Regions from separate parts of the Hordeum vulgare genome. Here all the other regions are linked to region 3. The links are chromatin contacts, called in public Hi-C maps. All regions are on one chromosome and are shown on one strand. Each heading gives the region's core, a stretch centred on a gene start, on an enhancer-like site or on the middle of the called end of the contact. The rest is flanking DNA. Distances are from core to core; before and after follow the strand shown.

Region 1 (3,815 bases), core at 1,217-3,716, 930 kb after region 3:
GCTGTAAGCAAGGAACGGTCAATGGTAAATCCTGTCGTAAGAGCAAGATGTCCAAGACCACTAGCATTGACTACTTGTTGTTGTTCATCAGTTAGAACCCATTCTTTTAGCTTCCGTGTCTGCTGGCTTGGTAGCAGAACACCATACCGCTGTAGAAAATAGAGCTTGTCAGTACATAGTTTTGCTCACGATGACCGAGTGAAATGAAGGAGGAAAGAGCCGCGTACTGTCCAGGTCTGCGAGCTACCAACTGCTCTTCGGCCATTTTGTTTTTGTTGCTGTGTTGTCTGATCATGAGCTGTGGGGTTCATCTTATCCTGGAAACATGGTAAGAAAATGAAGGTAAATGGTCCACGTCCACTATTGTTAAGCAAAAGGTAGACCGAACAGGAATGTTGGTATTTGTGCAGATCCAGCTGACAGAAATGATGTGCAAAAACAACTAAAAAGGATGGAATCAATACACTACAGTGCATGCACCAGAATAATGAAGAGAAAACACACCATTTCTTATAATTGTTAACAGTGATGCCCGGCAATCATAGATTCAAATACACCATTTCTAATGGAATATTTTGAGCAGTTAAGGGATGCTTGTGCAACATAAATATAGTCAGGCACACAATAATTCAGAATTTCAGATTGAGAACATCTACGGGAAGTTAAAGTATGTTTTGAACTTTTTTCTTGCCCTATAATTTGCCAACTACCCATCACTCCCACTGGTAGGATGATTCATGGATAAAAGTAAAGTGAATTACATACACATACACATGCACAAAAGTTCCATCCGTAGCCACTATTTGTTCTAAAATCTAAACAGTGACAGGTGTAGAATTTTTTTACAGTGGCAGAAATATTAGTGAGGTCAGTCTGAGTAATAATAATGTTTTCCCCTTCAGTAATCAGCTGAGGAGATGAGCATGGCACATCTTTGGATGCCACCAGTATGTTGCAGCTTTTAAGGTCCACAAACAGACTCTTCTAACAATATTGCTCTGGCTGTCTAGCAAAACAAAATAAGAGGACAATTATTTAGGACACTCAAAATAACTTTCAACCTTTTTTAGTAAATGTTCCAGGTGTTCTACAAGATTTGGCACCCAAATCATACCAAGTATAAATATTCATAAATATTATTTCATTTCTCCAAGCAAGTTAGCTCTATAGTCTCTGATGATAAATCGTTGTGTAAAGCACAGTTACCAGGACCTGTGCTTGACCAGTGCAAGGAAAAGGGTCGTGAGACGAGAGTCACGGCATCTCTAAAAGTAAGGCTCCAAGGGGGTTATTGTTCTTCAGGGTGGTAGCTTGGGGTGTGGGGCTTGATCCCGATGAAACCTGATAAGTGACCCAATTACAATCTATTTCAAGCTATATAAAAGTTTAAGCACATGGACTAAAGGAGAAACGGAAAATGGAACCTTTGCTGGTGTGTATACGTTATCACCCGCCCCCTAGGTAGACCCAGTTTTTAATGAGGCGATAGCAATGAATTTTCAAATGTTCTCACGGCAGATCCAGCAAATGGGCACAACATGGCAAACAATAAGCAGACTGATTCTGTATTGTCAAATACCTCCTCCGTCCGAAAATATTTGTTATAGGAATGGATGTATGTAGATGTATTTTAGTTTTAGGTACATCCATTTTTATCAATTTGTGTGACAAGTAAAACATGACCAGAGGGAGTATACTTTTTCCTAGAAAAGCCTTACAATAAATAAGTGCCGTGAAAATATCCATAATATCCTGCGTGAAATTTTTCGCATCCGCTTGTTACCTGATCCAAGTATTCCATCAGTGGTATGCGGAAAAGCACTTAACCATCTAAATGAGGTCTTGTGCAATGCACCAACAGAATGCAGAACAGTCCATGCGTCTACCATGAGAAGACTCAAGAAGAATCAGTCAAGTCAACGGAACCGACCAAACCCAGACGGTGCTCTTGTTATCAGCACCACGCACTGAATGATTCGAACAAAGCACAAGGCAAACCCGCAATTTGGCAAATGCTGAGTCAGGCGGCGCAATCAGTTGCCACCGAGGAACACGCATGCATGGAACAACTGCACAATGCATTAAACCTATACTGCCTGCTTTTCTGCATAGCGTTCCAGTCACGATTCACAAAGCCGTCTTACCACGGACACACGAGAATGAGATTACGGAGAAGTGCAAGTGGCATCGATGGATCTAAGAACGAGGGCTCCCTCCAGCCCAGCCCGATAGGGATGTTGAGAATGACGAGGAATCGCAGAGTACCTGCTCGCCGGCGAGGGGCGGTAGGTGACACACCGCTAGCCTCCGCCTCCGGAGGCTGTTAGACTGTTGGACGGTGTTAGGGCACCTCCTTTCCCTTCCCTTTCCCTGGGGGCTGGGGCTTGGGCGGAGGCGGAGACGGGAAAGTGGAGAATGGAGCAGGCGGGGCCCACCAGAAGAAAAGCTCATCGAGCGAGGGGGGCCAGTCTGAGGTCCATCAATATTTATAAAAGCTTTCAGGCTATTTCGTACAATAATGTGGCTGTAGTTTAGTGGTGAGAATTCCACGTTGTGGCCGTGGAGACCTGGGCTCGAATCCCAGCAGCCACACGGTTTCTTTTTGCGTGTGTTTTTTGCTAGGGAATTGTTCACTTCAGAACCGGCTAATAAGATGGTGGACTTCATGTCACTCAATCTAAATTTGAGCTACAAGTCAGTCAAGAACCAAGAATTAAAATTTAACAAGTGTACATACAAACAGGTACCAAGAAGAATGCTTTGCCATCGTGACAAAGTGGTTGACAGTGCCGTTTCGTCTCTCAAGTTCTGTAAATGTTACATTCATGTGTGTTGTACATGCTGCAGAGTGCAGGCTTGAACTACTACATTCCTTCAGGCGTGACTGGATCACCAACATATAGCTATTGTACAGGTTTCCCTCGGCCTACAAAAAACACAATACACTGCAAAAGCTTGTTCGAGCTTTGTTATCTACAAACCCATCTTCTTGGGCCTCAGATATGTCGAGCCTTTCTTCAGACCCGGCATAGAGATCTGCTGCTGCTGCTTGGCTCTCTTCCGTCGCTCCCTCTCCTTCTCCATGAGGGCTGCCTCCGCCTGTTCCTGCCTCAGCTTCTCCATCTCCTCTTCCATGGCCGTCTTCTCCTCCTTCTGCCTCTTCTTGTGGTCCAGCAGGGAGGTGTCCGTGTCTTTCACAGAGAAGAACATAGGACCCAGCTCTGCCAGCCATTGCGGATCCACTGCGCTCACACACTGCATATACTCCTTGGTTGTCAGGACAAGCTCATGGTACACCACATAGTCAGGGGTGTACCCGAGACCATAGAGAGCACTGCTGGGGTGCAGGTGGCACGGCATCCCATTCCGGCAGTTGACATACTCTCCTATGCCCTTCAACCTTGCCGAGTTATGGAAGTATGCCGAGCAGATAGCCTTCCTCACCACGTCCCATTCCATATGGCATGATGTCAGTGGGATCTTCAGGGCTTTCAGTATGTCTAGCAGTTGAGACCTCACTTCCCGAGCTTTACGGAGACCCTTAACATGGAGGAAATGGTCATTGCACCAGTCTCCTCGATATTGATTTGACTTCCATTGCAGGTATACATTCAGGAGTGTTAGGTGGTCAGACTCTGGGACAAAGAATTTTTCCCTTGCGGCATCGCTCTCCTCTGCTCGATCTTTTGGGCGGAAGAAAACTGAGGGTACTGAGAGCATGGATACAATGGTCAATACTTCATCAAGGCAGTCTAGCTTCTCCCCCATGAGAAGCATCTTTGCTAGAGTCGGGTCCAGTGGGAACTCTACCATCT
Region 2 (4,000 bases), core at 842-3,341, 710 kb before region 3:
GTGAAGTTTGAGAAGCTTATTACCCTTGGGTGCTTGGTACCCTAATGATTGTTCTTCTTCTTCGTGGATGTTTTGGCGTCCTTGAAGTTTGGTGGTGTTTTGGAGCTCAATCATTGTGGTGTAAAACTCTGGGCAAGTGTCGGGGTCTCCAATTAGGTTGTGGAGATTGCCTCGGGCATTTGAGGTTACCTCAAAACCATATTCCATTGTTGTGAAGCTTCGTGGTGTTGTTGGGAGCCTCAAATTAAGTTGTGGAGATTGCTTCAACCTTGTTTGTACGGGTTCGGTGACCGCCCTCAAGGGTCCCTTAGTGGAATCACGGCATCTTGCATTGTGCGAGGCCATGGGGAGATTACGGTGGCCTTAGTGGCATCTTGGGGAGCATTGTGCCTCCACACCGCTCCAAACGGAGATTAGCATCCGCAAGGGTGTGAACTTCGGGATACATCGTCGTCTCCGCGTTTCTCGGTTATCTCTTTTCCGAGCCCTTTACTTATGCACTTTACTTTATGATAGCCATATTGTTTCTTCTTATATATCTTGCTATCACTTAGTTGTTTATCTTGCTTAGCATAAGTTGTTGGTGCACATAGGTGAGCCTAGTTGTTTTAGGTTTTGTGCTTGACAAATTAAACGTTAGTTTTATTCCGCATTTGTTCAAGCCTAAACCGTAATTATTTTAAAGCGCCTATTCACCCCCCCCCCCTCCAGGCGACATCCACGTCCTTTCACTGAGGCTTCACCAATACAAAATAAAACTCATACTAAACCAACAAACATGACGGTTGTGCCTTTGAGTGTCAATTAAAATCTAAGCCTGTGCATATTGTCCACTGTATTGTGCTCTCCTACCATGCTTTTACAACCAAGATATTGAATTGTTTTCTCTTGTTCCCAAAAGTGTTTGCTTCCTCAAAATTTCTTCATTCCAAGCTATCAGCAAGAAACAGGGAATTTATATTGTTCCCTAACAACAGAACATGAGACATTCATATGTGTAGCGCAGTAGTGCATATACACGAGGAACTTATAACTTTTGCTTCTAGCCTTTGTAGTTCTTGATTGCATTTGACTTAAAAAACACTCAAACACTTGAAAAGACATTTGCAATCTCTTTTGCAAAACTAACAACCTTCATTCAGATTAGCATTTCTATTACCACGGTGACATTCTAGGGTTAGAACAATAGGTTACCCTCGTAAATTCCTTTCCTTAAGTTAATCCATCCAGCTATTGAAACTTATGCATACCAATTCTCCGAAAGGAACCAACTATATACCTCAACCCACCGCCCCACCCCCACCAAAGAAAAAAGTTATTCCCTAGTTCAACCTCAGTTCAAACTTCAAAACTGCGACACATATTATGGATCGGAGGGAGTAATACAAAGATCCATGGTAACCAGGCATCGTTACGGGTGACCAAACTTGACAACTCACAATCATCTGCATCACTGGAGAAGGTAAAATAGTTGACCAGCAAAAGTAACCGATTGAGTATCATCATTCTACAATTTCCCAAGACATGCTCGAACTTGAAGCACAACACGTCAATCCACATCCGCCATTTCACGGGACTCTCAAACTCCAGCTCACATCTTTAATGCAAGGCCAAGGACAAGAAAAGCAAGCATACGATGTATCTACTAGCTAAACTCGCAAATCAGCGCAAACTGATGAAAACAAGAAAGAAAGTATTACCTTGTCCTTCATCTTGTGGTAGATTTCCTTGCCGGCCATGGGATTGGGTTCCTCGAGACCACCGGTTTACAATTCCCTGACAGAAACTGCGTCGCCCCTAGCTAGCAGCACAAGAAGATGGTTTCTTGGAATCCAGCCGCCCCTCAGAAAGTCAGAATCGCACCTCTCCCCTGCTGTCATCCACCGAACAATACAGCTGATGGTCGGATGGATCGGTCGACTCTGAAGTGATTAACAATGCTAACAACTTATAATAATTGAGGGAGGGAGGGAGGAGGGGTTGGTGGGGGTGGGGGTGGGGGTGGGGGTCAGCTTCGGCCTTGCGAAGGGGGCTGGGTCTTGTTGGATAGAGTCGGTTGACCTGAGATTGGTAGGGGTTGGGGCAATGGAAATGTCGGGTGCGGGCAGGGAAAAAAGCGGTCGGCTTCCCCCCTGTCCTTTTCATACTATTTCACATTTGGGAGCATTTCATTTCATGTGAAACGCAGGACTGGGGCAAAATTCCACGACTCTATTTGACAAACTTGGCACCTGACCACTCTGGAGTTTCATGACAAGCTATCGATAAAGCATGTGTAAAACTTGAAAGCTGTATAATTAGATTGACTGGTCGTCAACCACAAGTTGCAGAATGGCCTGCAAACACGAGTAATTGACTTTGGGGTAGTTTCCTCTCTCCTCGCAGAAAGAACAAGCGTTTGCTTGTTACTTCAATTAAGTGGAACATGGCCACTTGACGCTAAATCATTTGTATGCTTCTATTATTTTCACTAAGGGTGATTTACTTTTGATGTTTTATGATTTATTTAATGGACATTTACACTTTTTCATCTAAACTTTGGGACAACTATGTTGTTGCCAAAGAAAAAGGGAACGGTGCGCATTGAACAATTCCGTCATATTTGTCTGTTTAATGTGAGTTTTAAAATATTTATTAAGGTTGGAACAAATAGATTGATACGGATTATACATGTTGTGGTGCAACCAAGTCAGACGGTTTTCATGCCACAGAGAAACATACTAGAGGGTGTGGTTGTCCTACATAAACCCTACACGAAATCCATTCGAAGAAACTAGATGGAGTTATCTTTAAGGTGGATTCTGAAAAAGCATATGACAAAGTTAAATGGTCATTCCTACAACAAGCCTTACGTATGAAGGGATTCGACGACATATGGAGGAAGCACGTTGATTCTTTTGTACAAAAAAAGTAGCGTTTGAACTGATGGGGATATGTATCTAGGAATCAGCTTCTTTATCGTCTGCCATCACAGACGGCAAAGACAATATCCCGGACGGCAAAGACAATATCACAGACGGCAAAGATTCTCACGGCCGGCAAAATTTCTGCGTCAGCCTACGACGGCATAGGACCTTCTTTGCCGTCTGCCCCCCCCCCCCCCCCCCAAAGCGGACGGCAAAGCTCTTTGCCGTCAGCTTTCCTTAGGAGCAGTCGGCAAAGTGTTCGAGACGGCAGCCGTCAGGCGTTGCCTCCGTTAGGGGTTAACGGAGGCTTTGCCGTCTGCCTCCCCGTCCATCTTTGCCGTCTCCCTCCCCGTCCATCTTTGTCGTCTGCCTTCTCTTCCCCTCCCCTCCCCCTCCATCTTTGTCGTCTGCCTCCCCGTCCATCTTTGCCGTCTGCCAGCTCCTCCCCTCCCCCCTCTCTCCACTCTTTGTCGTCTGCCTCCTCCTCCCCCCTCCCCTGTTCCCTCTTCTTTGCCGTCTGCCCACCCTGGAGGCTGACGGCAAAGAGACTACATAGACACCCCAGAATGCACAGCTGGGTGCCATGTGGCACCTTTGCCGTCTGCCAGCTGATGGCACAGGTCTTTGCCATCAGCTGGCAGACGGCAAAGAGACCATATAGTTCCTGTTTTTTTTGTTTTATATTATTTCACATCACATATATATATATATATATATATATATATTTGACAGCACATTTATATAATTCACCACACATATATGATATATAGTTCACCAGACATATACTTGCCAACACATATATATAATTCACCACACATATATGATTCACCAATGTACATCCCCATATATCCAAAGAACCAACATACCAAGTATTGCACTGTTTATCCATATATACATATATACATATAGTTCGACATTGTTCATCAACTCAAATGAAAACTAGATGATATACATATAAAGTTCATCTATCGACATTGTTCAACTCCATGAATGCCAGCTTCCATGCATGTAGTATATCCAATCTGCAAAAATGTGAATAAGAAAGTTAGAAGAAGAACAAAATATGATGTTTTTCAGCTAATTATGTCATTTTT
Region 3 (3,793 bases), core at 1,180-3,679:
CTCATAACAGGGACAGATTCTCACACTAGACTGAAGCCAAACAATTACGATACCCTGCTATCTAAGATGAATCCTCTATTTTTTTCTAAATAGCTATCTCCCACTACTGATTTTTCCTGGATTGTAGTGCTGCCACGTCACCTGCTGATGTAATTTCTTTTTTATTTTAAAGAATCATAGAGGACTCCTCTCTTCTGGAAACCGACACCACCGCTTCGTCTCTTCTTCCCCGTCGCAGCGCCCCGTTTCTTCTTCCCCATCGTAGCGCCCCCTCTGCTTCCCATCTTCTCCATGGACCACGGCAGTGCTATTTTGATTGCCAAGGATCCCCATCACCGCCTCCTCTGTTCTTCATGGCAGCACCTCCCCCTTTTCACCTTCCCAAATCTCCAACAGATTCCAGTATTTTCTTGCAACAGAGACCGGTAGATCTATATCCCCTTCCTCCTGCAGGGTATGCAGTTCCTATCCAATTAAGCAGCGGAGGTGCAACGTTCCCGTCATCTCCATAACTTCCAGGTCTCTGATGTTCTTCACTGCACGTCTTCCCAGTCGATTCTTCAGACGTTGGCTGACCAGCACCGAGGTCCACAAGAAAAGCTCCACATGATTTATCAAGTAGCAGGTCTTCAGTTGATTGGTTCAGTCCTGGAAGGTACATTTATTTCAGCTATTTGTTTATCACTGATCTTAGTTTTTTTGCCAGTGATCTTAGTTTACAGTAAAGTGGTTCTTGATTTTTTTTTGTATTACACCTCCCTTATTTAACAATGGAACTGGTGATTTATCAATTGTTTATAGTAGAAGTGCATGTAGTCTTCATAGTTTGATTATTTCAGTGCTTGAACATATTTTTATTTGAATTATTTGTTTGCCACTGAACTTTAACAGTTATTCATCCTTTTGATATCATGTAATCAGAAGTTTTGTGGTGTTATCCCAAAGCAAAGATCGATAAGAATTATTATTTTCATTCTTCTTGGAACCATATATGAATGACATATGTGCACACTTTCTTATTATTTGATTTTTTGTAACTTGCCACTCGCTCGGTTACGACAAAACAACGATGATCCCCTGTTGGTGATATCTCGAGTGTTGGAGCACTACTGAAGGGATCTATGCAGAGCAACTGAGCTCAATGTCGTGATCTTCCATCATTAGCGATTTTGATATTTGACAAATATCGCTTGCTGGTACCATGTGTGTTGGCCCTGACAGATCTGCAGCCCTCGATGTGGCCTCTATTTTCTGTACCAGATTCTCCATGCAACCACTTTCTCAAGGTGTCCCTTGATTCTGCCCCACCCATCCAGGTTTTTGTTGAAGATGAAAGACAAGATAGTCTACAGATCAGGTTCGGTTTTGAAATCTAATGTTTTCAACTCATATGTTTGTAAGACAATTGCCACTATTTTTCTGCTGCATCTTTGTATTTTAATTTCTGCAATGCAATATTTATCTTCCATGCAATCTGAGTTCTATACATAACATACCCAAGAAGAATTACAAAATGCAGTTCATCAAATTGTACACTGGCAATCTATAGTGTAGTAACATCTTTGAATATGAAATTTGTCATATTATTTATTCATATTGTTATCTTCTTTGGCATGTGGATGTTACTCTGAAAACACACGAAAAACTCCTGCAGCAACGAGCGGGGCATTATCTAGTTGGTACAAATTTGTGGCCTGTCTCTGATAGGGACTAGGTTGACCGAATTAGCACTGCTTATTTCCGTAAATCCATCACCCTGCATTTAAATAGAACGCTTTCGACGTAGATCCTGATCAATCCACCAATGCCACCTTGCTAACAGGAATAAATCAGTGAAAAACGTCACGAGCAGCACTTAGATTGGCTACTTAAGTGCATCAATCATGCCGCCTAATGTCCCAATTCGCCATGAGACATGCCCTGTTGACACTCTAATCCGCAATGCTGCTCGATCAAAGGCAAAACGAAAGGCTACACTAGCCGCCACCGAGGAGCATCAGCTAAAATCCGCGTACAAGGGAGGAAGAAAATGATTAAATAAACTTTGTTCGCGATGATGGAGGGGGGGTCAGCGAACGAACCCTCTATAGACGTCGCCGAAGGAGCCACGGCCGATGAGGTCGCGGTTGCTGAAACGCGCCTCTGTGGCGGCCGCCATCGACGCCGAGTCCGACATCCTCCCTGAGATCTCGCTTCTGCCGCGGCTAGGGTTTTGGAGGGAGGAGGAGACGGCCGGATTCGTCCTCCTTTCCCTCCTTCAGGGCTGGGGTCAGGATTCAGGGGCGTGCCCGTGTCGCGCTACGCCCTCGTCGGCGGCTGGCTGCTTCCGGCTTGGCCCATTTTTACATGTCGCGAGATTTGGTGCAGGTGTTTGGTTTGTTCATCTGGGCGAGTTGGAGTGGCCAAGGTGGTGGGGCCGCGTGGAAGAGCTGGAAGGTGGGCAGCGGTGTCAGAGGCGGGAAGGGGACTGGAGGGTGGGGATGTCCTATAGGGTGTTTTTTGGTTTGGGGAACTAGTGGACCCGTTGCGCCAAATGGCAGAGGCACACTAAATTCATGTGCGCGATGGAAAAAATATTCATGATTTAATCTCATTTGTTAAAAAAACATGATGAATTATTGTCTACAATGAAATGTATATACACATTTTAATTTGATAGCACAAAATACTTGCTATCATGTTCGCACAGATCCTTTTGAAATCATGTTCGCACTGAAAACATTTGTATTTTTCAATAACTTTATATCTGAGCAAAAAATATATATGCTCTTGCTTAAAAATATACGTACCTTTCAAATCATGAGTGCTTTCAAAATATTTTCGTTATTTAGGAGCTTTAGGTTTGAGCAAACGTGTATGATTGATGAAGGATCATCAAACATTTAATAGCAAATGAAACAATAATTCAAAACATCTCCATAATAGCAATAGCTATCGTCTATGGCATTTGTTCCATAACTATCAAACATGCCTAAAACATCATTTTTATTGAATCCACGTAACAATAACTTATGGTAAAGGACATCATCACATAGATTAAAGAAAAAAAAGAGGGACTAATCAATAGTTCGACACTAAATCATTGACCACTTGCATGGTGGTAGGAGCAAGAGCATTGTGTCCAGTCTCTAAGTTGTGATACATATCCTCAAGCCTTGCAGTGCTTCATGGTCAGCAACACATCTTCGCTACAACCTTGAAACTGGAAATAATAGCACGCATACATATCCCACTATATAAGTTATAATTAGTCAAAAGAAACCTTTTAAAAATCACGAGCATGCCAGAAACAATTGAGGGACAAGGAAAGGCATAAAGACACTGGGCATATAGTTTGCATACATCGAGTTGAGTTTGTTTTAACCAAACTAAAGCTAGTATATGGCATATGGTCAGAGCCAAGCGAGCATGCATGCATTTGTTTGAATTTGTAATAGCACACACGCTCCAAGAACAGAACATGTGAGGAACCTAGTAGCATCAACCATTTCCAACACCATCCAACACCTCAAATCCACATGTCCATCGAATGGTGATTAAACACGCACTTCACAGGGGAGTGTATGATGCCAAAAAAACACATACATACACACGCACGTACACTGGTACAACCACAATATGACTTGGAGAAAAAAGTCTGAAGTGCGTGTTAGATGTACATACTAATTGTGCAGACTAATCCTAATACCTAATTTACCTCATCCGCCACTTAAATGTACATGTATCACAGCTCAAGAGTGCAACACCTTTTACAACAGCAACATAAGATATCAAAATGCACTACATCTCAAAC

Evidence for each region. A called contact is a pair of places that touch in the nucleus more often than the background predicts.
Region 1: a Hi-C map of seedling shows a contact between it and region 3, with 5 times the contacts expected there. The contact joins the promoter of LOC123425945 here to the promoter of LOC123425948 in region 3. A contact is called at or near these places in 5 of 6 Hi-C or Micro-C datasets (leaf and seedling) and 1 of 1 datasets of contacts at active chromatin or transcription factors (embryo).
Region 2: a Hi-C map of leaf shows a contact between it and region 3, with 5 times the contacts expected there. The contact joins the promoter of LOC123425950 here to the promoter of LOC123425948 in region 3. A contact is called at or near these places in 4 of 6 Hi-C or Micro-C datasets (leaf and seedling).

Annotation. Positions count from the first base shown.
Region 1 is chr2H:227,549,686-227,553,500 of MorexV3_pseudomolecules_assembly, reverse strand. LOC123425945 (protein MAIN-LIKE 2-like) reads right to left here and starts at 2,466. Exons shown (of 5, transcript XM_045109712.1): 1 at 2,266-2,466; 2 at 228-317; 3 at 1-149. The coding sequence starts at 2,451. It overlaps LOC123425944 (pre-mRNA-splicing factor ATP-dependent RNA helicase DEAH7), which reads right to left. Exons shown (of 15, transcript XM_045109710.1): 15 at 2,745-3,815. The coding sequence ends at 2,974. It overlaps TRNAH-GUG (a tRNA gene), which reads left to right and starts at 2,521; the gene lies at 2,521-2,592.
Region 2 is chr2H:229,184,083-229,188,082 of MorexV3_pseudomolecules_assembly, reverse strand. It overlaps LOC123425950 (probable protein phosphatase 2C 62), which reads right to left and starts at 2,091. Exons shown (of 5, transcript XM_045109725.1): 1 at 1,701-2,091. The coding sequence starts at 1,739.
Region 3 is chr2H:228,479,109-228,482,901 of MorexV3_pseudomolecules_assembly, reverse strand. It overlaps LOC123425948 (serine/threonine-protein kinase 24-like), which reads right to left and starts at 2,429. Exons shown (of 20, transcript XM_045109721.1): 1 at 2,082-2,429. The coding sequence starts at 2,176.